Linked DNA regions of Anas platyrhynchos: region 1 is linked to region 2. Evidence: chromatin contacts called from public Hi-C data. All regions are on one chromosome and are shown on one strand. The core of a region is the stretch at or near the end of the contact, and the rest is flanking DNA. Distances in the headings are between cores, read along the strand shown.

Region 1 (3,807 bases), core at 1,146-3,645, 76 kb after region 2:
ATTTTTTACTACAGGACAGACTGAGATGGAATCTCAATACTAACTCTTTTTTCCCTGTAAGCCAAGAAAGTCTGTAAGTTGTGATGACCAACTAATCCTTTCTGCTGCTTGGTTTGTTTTAGAGTTGAGAGGACTTTGTAAGTCTTTAGTTCTATATACATTCACTGCAGCACTATTGGAATACTGTTGTCTCCATTCAGCAGTGAAGTGAAGAAGAAATACTGGGGCAACAGTCCCCATCTCAAAAACAACGTTTGTCCTTGTGGAGCAAATAGATGTTGTGTTTTGTTTGTTTGTTTTGTTTTGTTTTTGTTTGGTTTGTTTATTGTCTTTCTTTTTGTTTGTGCATGTGTGGTTGTTCTGATTTGTTTTTTAATTTAAATTGAAGTGGAGAAAAACTCCCCAAAAGATATGTGACAATGTAGGAAGTTACTAATTTCTCTATTATTTGTGGTATATTTAGATCATTTGTAGTAAATGGTACGTGTTACTTTCCATTCTGTTGGTAATCTCAGTGATGTGGGCTATTTAACAGTAAAACTGGGATTATGAAGATGTGTAGTTCATTTCATAGAGGCTACTGATCCAGAACCTCAGTTTTGTTCAACTTTTCCATGTGACCTGCTTGCTTTGTTGACTTTTCTTGACATTCATCATCTCTTATTTAGCTATGCATGCTTCATTTAACTACTATGTAGATTCAGGATTCAGGATTTCACAGCTGTGGAACTAAGGATATGGAGTACATACCTTTAATTAAAAGCAAACAAAACCTACCCCAAAACCTGTCTTTAATGTGGCATATGGGAAATTTCTTAAATATCAGATTACTCAGACTCAGTCTAGTACTCATGAAAAACACATAAAAATGAATAAGAGTCTAGTTGTAAGATACAAAACTGTTAACATTTCTTACCTTTTGGGTTTTTAGAGAAAAGAATCAGCTGACAGTGTCATATGCTTCCATTTAAAATTAGACTGCCTAAAAGAAGTCTTTGCAGTCCTGACTAACACATAATTTCACTCTTCTGCAGTAGCTAAGTGAGATTATGGTCGTTTCTATTTTGAGGTTTCTTAAGTATTTAAAGCCTTTGATGTCGTCTTGAAAATCCAGTCATGTCACTGCAATGTATAGAAGAAAGTCTGCGCTTTGTTTTTTTCCAACAACTTGGATTTTTATTTTTTCAAAAATCAGTTTAATTTTTAATAGTCATTTCATCTTTGGATTTAGAAATGTGTTTTATTCATGTTCAAAGCACCTTCTAATAAGATTACTAATGGTGACTTTGAGCAACAACCCTTTGTCATCACATTAACTGATTTAGTAATTTGGTTCATACTGTTTCTGAATGTTCCTTTACTGTGGACTTTAAAACAAGTTTATTCTAAAAGTTCTAGTAAATACAAATGTAATTAAATTTAAAGATATTTTAAAAAATCTAGGGGGGGGGAATGCTATTGATATTTCATGATAAAATTACATCCATTAAAGCTACTTTTTTGAGGTAGCCCTTTCAACCACAGAAAATAAACCCACAGATATGAAACTACAATATTAACTTTCTTTGCAAGTTTAAGTCCATCTTATTTTTTTTTATATAATAATGTGAGGCAGATATGTATTGAAATACATTATGAGATCTTAGGTGCATGGTAGATTTTTTTTTATTGTAATCTTGTAAACTATAAAACATCAGAAAAGAATCAGAAAAGACACTGTGTAAACTTTTAAAAGACAAAATGAAAGAAAGTTTACTTCAAAGGTAGTTTAACTTTTTTTAAAGTTTAAGTGGTCTTTCCATTCTGCATATGAGATAAATAGATGTGACTACAAAAGGCTGTCCTGGCTTACTATGCAGTATGTAGAGAGAAGAGAAAGTGCTCCTCTTCGTGTTCTTAGTTTCACTGCCCACCACCGGTGTTATAAAACTGAGAACACACATGAATGTGTTGAATATTATTTCTATATCTTATTTTGCAAGTGGGCTGGATTTTGGAAATAATGTACTTGAGATCAATTACATAAGAAATTGATAGGTGATATGCAGACCTCTGCCATGCATATGTATTCAAATACTCTTTGACCTTGTGTATAATTATTCATCACTAGCCTAGACAATGCTTGCAAAAATATATTTTCCAGACTATAGTAGCATCATACGGTAGTTTCAAGCATAACTTGCATTTCAAATGACAATCTTGTTTAAAGCTTGTGGGACACAGTGCATATGCCAGATTTTCTTGTTTGTTCTCAGCAAGGTTAAGTGAAATTAGACCAACTGGACAAAATATCCTTTCATATGGAAATTGTGTTGCTGTTTAGATGTCAGAATGGCACATGTACAAAGCAGCTCAGTTCTTGTACTGCTTTCCATAAAATAACAAATCCTTGAACTCAAGGATGAGGAGCTTGTTGGCTGTGCCTCAGAATCTAAGGCAATTAATTTTCTCTTCATCTTCTCTCTGCTGTACCCCTTTAGAAGTTGTAGTGACATATAGCAAAATATGCTGTTGTCCTTCTCCAGTGGATTGCAAAGTGCAATGTATATTGTCAGCACTACAATGATGTTGTACCAATAGCCAAAAGAAGGAGCTAGATTGTTTCTGCTCTGCCAAGAAGCTATCTATCTGTGTATATAGGATATTCTACTGTTGTCAAGTATCTTGCTATTTTCTGGGGTTTCAAATAACTTGCCTAGTTTACTTTGTCAGGAGTAGGCTCCTGAGCCCTTAAGCTTGAGTGCCTGCTCAGATGAGAATAGGTCACTGGTAAGGTTTGTCTGTAACATGCAGTCATGCTACAGCATGCTACCAAAATTCATCAGTTCTCTTTCTTTGACAGGGGGAGTTGGTGGGGTGTGGAACAAAACAACAGAAAACCAACTATGCTTTAAGTATCTTTCTTGTCCATATAAGCTTCTACATGAGCCCTTTATCATTTGAACTTCTGTTATTTAGTTATTTTTCATGTCAGTGTAACCTTCGTTAATCTTCAGTATCAAAAGTCCTTGAATAATGAGAACAGATGTGCAATCACCACATTTTGAAGTAATGCTGAGCACCATGTATACTTTGCTGGTCCAGCCTGCTTGCTTGTCTAGATTAACAGAAGACTGCTGCCATAATCTATTTACCTGTCTGACTTCAGAGTCAGGCAAATGTGTTCCAGTCACAGAGGTCCAGAGGAATGAGGAGGTATTAACTTACTAAACTAAAACTCACAGCTGGTGTTAGCCTCAGGTTAGAAAAATTAATTCATACTAATTTGGACTGTAATCTAGCAGCCAAAGTTTAAATAATTTTATCTGGTTCATAATTGTGATCATATCATTTAGTGTATCCAACAATGCCTGTCAACTCCAGCTACCACAGAGGTAACCTCTTACTATGACCCAGAAAAACCTGGAAAAGCTTCATAGAAGAAAGAAGCATTCCAAGCTGTTGTCTGCATTTTTGCCAAGTAATTAGCCAGAATTTCCCAATTTCGATTTTGACTTTATGCTAAACAAAATTCAGAGATTTCGCTGGTTTAAGATTTATAAAAGGCTGGAATAGACAAAAATTCTGCTTTTTGGAGTTCAAATCTTGTGGTCTGCTCAGAAGATAAAGGTTTAAATATATTGTATAAATCCTTTCAAAATATACGTAAATGTATTATTATTTGAATTTCATAGTACTAGAATGATCTGTACTGCATCTTCTGTAAATCTGTCTCACAAAACATGTAAAATATAAGTCAGGGATTGGGGCAGAACTATGAAGTATGCTCAGTTGGTTTTGGAGGTGTAATGCTCTGGTAGTCTTTGC
Region 2 (3,870 bases), core at 316-2,815:
AAACTTCATGATGGAAATGAGTTTTATTTGTTGCAGAATCAATTCGTCTGAGACTATTCTTCCACTCATGATCTTCATTCTTCCCTCTTCCTACATAATAGCTCTGCCATCATCCTCCCCCTTATTTTGTCTTAACCCTCTTCCCTTTTATTCCCTAGATTCACAGAAAAACTCTAACTACTTTCTTGATAATACTTGTAAAACTACCTCCTTCCTGTTGCTTCTTGCAAAAACATTTCTAGTTCCTGACTCCTAGCCTCCTTGACAGTTATTGTTTTAAATTATAAACTCAATTCTCCAGTTTTCCTAAAATAAAGTAAAAAAAATAAAAATATTTCTCTCCCCCACAACAACTCACTTTTATCTTCATTTTGAAAGAAACTGAAATTCCTCATCATCCTCACCTTCCAAGCTGTGCAAGCTCTGCCCCTGCCTCACATAGCTTTATGTCTCCATCATTTGCCTGATGACAGCCTGCACTTCGCTAAATCCTTTTTTCCTTAGGGGTGACCTGAAAAGGAGAAAAAACACCAGGGTTTTTTGCTTCCTTGTGCTTAAAGCTTGACAGGTGTTATCAGCAGAAGACTGACTCCTTGTGGGTCCCCACCTTCTGAAATAGCTGGCTATCACACCTGCTAAATAACAGGTTATTTATTTTGATGTTTATAGAGGAAAGTCTTAAGGGCTTCCTGGATGACTCAAGGCTGTACATCAGGAATCTTAAGCCCTCAGCACAACATGGTGAAAATGCTACATAAGCAGATGAAGCCATAAAGAGAAAACAAGCCTAAGAAGAGTAAACGTCCTTCCTCCCCTAACCTTAAGTCACAGCAGTTTACAGGATGTACCTTTTAACAGCGCTCCAAAAGGCGACCATAATCTTTCTCTAGAGACCATAAAACCAGCAGCACACCACGTGAGGCCGAGGTAAGCCGAGCTCACCTTTGGGTGCTCTCCACCACGAGCACGTCAATGCTTAGCAGGACCTGGGCAGCCTTCCCCAGACCCCCAGCGCCCTTCCATCCCTGCCCTCCTCCTCTGGCCCGAAAGCCTCCAGAGCAACCCTCGCACACCCCGCGGCGACACCGCAGCCCTCCTGAGCCCTAGCGATAACGACACCAGGCCGGCGCCCGCCACATTTCACACTGATTTACGCCAGAGCTTGCCCCACTGCGGGTCCTCCCCGACAGCAGACAGCCCTGCCCCTCGCACCAGCCCCCGCGACCCAAGCTCGTCCCGGGGGTCCCTCAGCCGCCCCCCTCCCCATACCTGTCCATGGTCTGCTGCAGGGCCAGGCCCGGCTGCTCCGACATGGCCGCCCCGGGCCCCGCGGCCCCGACAAAGGCGGCCCCGAGGAAGGGGAACAAGGAGCGAGGAGCCGGAGCCGCCCTCCCGCCGCGCACCGACCTGGGCGGGCCGCGCGCTCAGGGGGCCGGGGCCGCGCTGCCGAGCGCTGAAGAGAGGCGGTGGCGACGCCGACGCCTCTGTGAGGTAAAGGCCGGGCGCAGCCGCACCGCCCGCCGCCACCTCCCTACCGCCGCGCCTGCGCCCTAAGCCGCGGGCAGGGCTCCGGAGGCCCGCCGGGAAGTGTAGTCCTGCCGCCACCCGCCTGCCCTGCGGCCGTTTAAAGGTCCGGCGGGGCGCGCCCCCTGCCCGCCGCCCGCCCCATGCCGCTCCTCGCTGCCGTCGCGTAGTGGCCGCCCGGCACCGCGCGCGGGGCAGGTACGGGCCGCGGGACCGCTCTCGCGTGCAGGTGTGTGCGGGCGGGGGGGGCACGAGGCGGCACTGGCCGCGCGCCCTCCGTAACGGCCCAGCCCCGTGAGGCGGCTCCCGCCCTCCTCGTCCTCGCGCAGCGACCGTTACTCTCCTCAGCGGCTGAGGGGGGCGGCGCAGCCCCGCCGTCTCCTCCTCACCTCACAGCCGTGAGCAGGGCGAGGCCGCCCCTGCGCCCTGGGGAAGGAGGCTCCCCGCCGCCCCGGCAGGTGCAAGGGGCGGGCGGCTCCCGGCCCGGCCCCGGGGTGCGAGGGCTCGGTGGGGCCGGTGGCCGCGGGGCTACCGGCGGCGGGTGTGCTGCCGACCGCGGGGGTCATCCTGAGGTGCTACTAAGTCCGTCGTCACAGGGCAGTTAGAGCATTCCGGATTCTTAGGATGGTCTGTCAGTAACGACCAGCTCTGGGCTTTCCTTTTCAGTTTTATGTGCGTTTATATATTTATATACCCGTGTCTATACATATATTAAATGTTTAGCTCTTGCAGTGAGATCTGCTACATGTAACTAGTTCCTGAAACCTTGTGTAAATGACAAGGTTACTTTGTTACACCACAGTTACTGGACATGGCACTGACTGGCTGCACACCTGCTCTGTGCTGAGGGGAGCAGAATTGGCCTGGTGGCTGGGTGCTGCTCCACGGGCCGGGTAGAACAGCATTCTTCAGCCCTGCTGCCTTCGTGAGGGGAAAACCAGCCCGGTTTGGAGAGTCCTTGGTGAGAGAAAAGTGTTGTAAAAGCGTGCATTAAAAAATGAAGTATTGCTCCATTGTAGATTATAGAATAATACAAATGTAGAGGTTGGTTACACAGTTGGTCCCTCAGCTCAGAATGCATTAGACCTGGTTTTATGTACGTTATTCTGTTTTCCCAACTTGTGCCTGACCTTATTTTTCCCTGATCTTATTTTCTATTTATCCTTTAATAACTGGACTTGGACTTGTAAGCTGTATTATACGTATAGAGTAGGGAAGGTGCTGTTTATTTTCTAATTGCTAGACATAAGCAGGATTGCTAAAGAAGCTATGTTGATGTAAATGCTACTTATAGGAAGAAGACAGCGTGCTGACATCCTGTCCCAGAAACTGTATTTTGTATTTAGTCTTGGGACAGTAAAATTCAATTTTGCTTGCTCTGCTGAGAAGTTTTGGACGTACAGGGGCCTGAATAAACCATATGGGCATGGCTTCCTGGAAGAGAACCTAATGAATGCTTTCCCAATTACAGCTCTTTGTGAAATATAAGAGCAATATTAGGTATCAAAGTTCCCAATTCCCAATCTTTGCAATAAGTCAAGTGTCTACTGGCCAAAGCACTAATCAGATAGGCCAGCCAAATGCTTAGGTTTTATATATTGATTTTTAAACCTTAGAAATCAAAGCAGGGATGCTGGCTTCATAGGACTTTGTGATTTGTGTAATTTCTGTATTTCTGTTCTGGGATTGAGAGGATGTGCTAGCTGCCTGACATTTAGGATAAAGCTGTGAGATCAGGTTCAGCAGTAATGACTGTGAGCAATAGTTACCTGAAGAAATGTAACCAGAATCCAGAATCACCTGGCTACCATGCTGCTTTGCTTTACCTCTGTTGGGTAGGGAGGATTGAGGAGACTGATCAAATCTTGAATATAAAGTCAAATAGTAAATGCTTGCTAGGTTTGTACATTATGTTTCTTTGCAAACGTGAAATACAAAATCATAATGGCAGACCTTGTAACATCCTATAAATAGCTGAAAAGTCCTGGAACCCAGAAACTGCTTTGTGCCTTTTCATTTTTCAAGACTTAATTGGACAGCTTGGGGTATGGGTTCTTAATTTGTCTTCTTGGAATCAAAGTGTGACATTAAAATATGTACATAACCAACTGCTTCTAAATTTGAGAGAACTCTCCTTATTCCCTGAGAGAGCAAGAGTTGTCATTCCATCCTCATTTCTTCCCCCTAGCAAGACCGGATATGCAGCTGCTCTACTCAAGTGCTTTCTTTATTCATTCCAACAATCTTCTCCTTCAATTAACTCTCCTTCATCCCCTTTTTCTCCTCCTTTTCTTTCCACTTTTATTTTTCATGCTTTCTTCTTTGCATTGGCAATTTCTGCTATAA

What was found. Hi-C and Micro-C count contacts between places; a contact is called where the count stands out from the background.
Region 1: a contact with region 2 is called in a Hi-C map of skeletal muscle, with 2.6 times the contacts expected there. The contact joins the enhancer-like site here to the promoter of MARCHF5 in region 2. A contact is called at or near these places in 2 of 8 Hi-C or Micro-C datasets (liver and skeletal muscle).

What each region holds. Positions count from the first base shown.
Region 1 is chr6:25,309,541-25,313,347 of IASCAAS_PekinDuck_T2T, forward strand. The region is part of intron 7 of CPEB3 (cytoplasmic polyadenylation element binding protein 3); the gene reads left to right. Among named protein-coding and RNA genes, the nearest start is that of CPEB3, 76 kb to the left of the region's middle. Within about 2 kb of position 2,396, at least 1 of the 8 cell types and tissues checked has an H3K27ac peak or open chromatin away from gene starts, as enhancers often do.
Region 2 is chr6:25,234,108-25,237,977 of IASCAAS_PekinDuck_T2T, forward strand. It overlaps MARCHF5 (membrane associated ring-CH-type finger 5), which reads right to left and starts at 1,566. Exons shown (of 6, transcript XM_038181140.2): 1 at 1,270-1,566. The coding sequence starts at 1,313. CPEB3 (cytoplasmic polyadenylation element binding protein 3) reads left to right here and starts at 1,580. Exons shown (of 11, transcript XM_072039645.1): 1 at 1,580-1,722.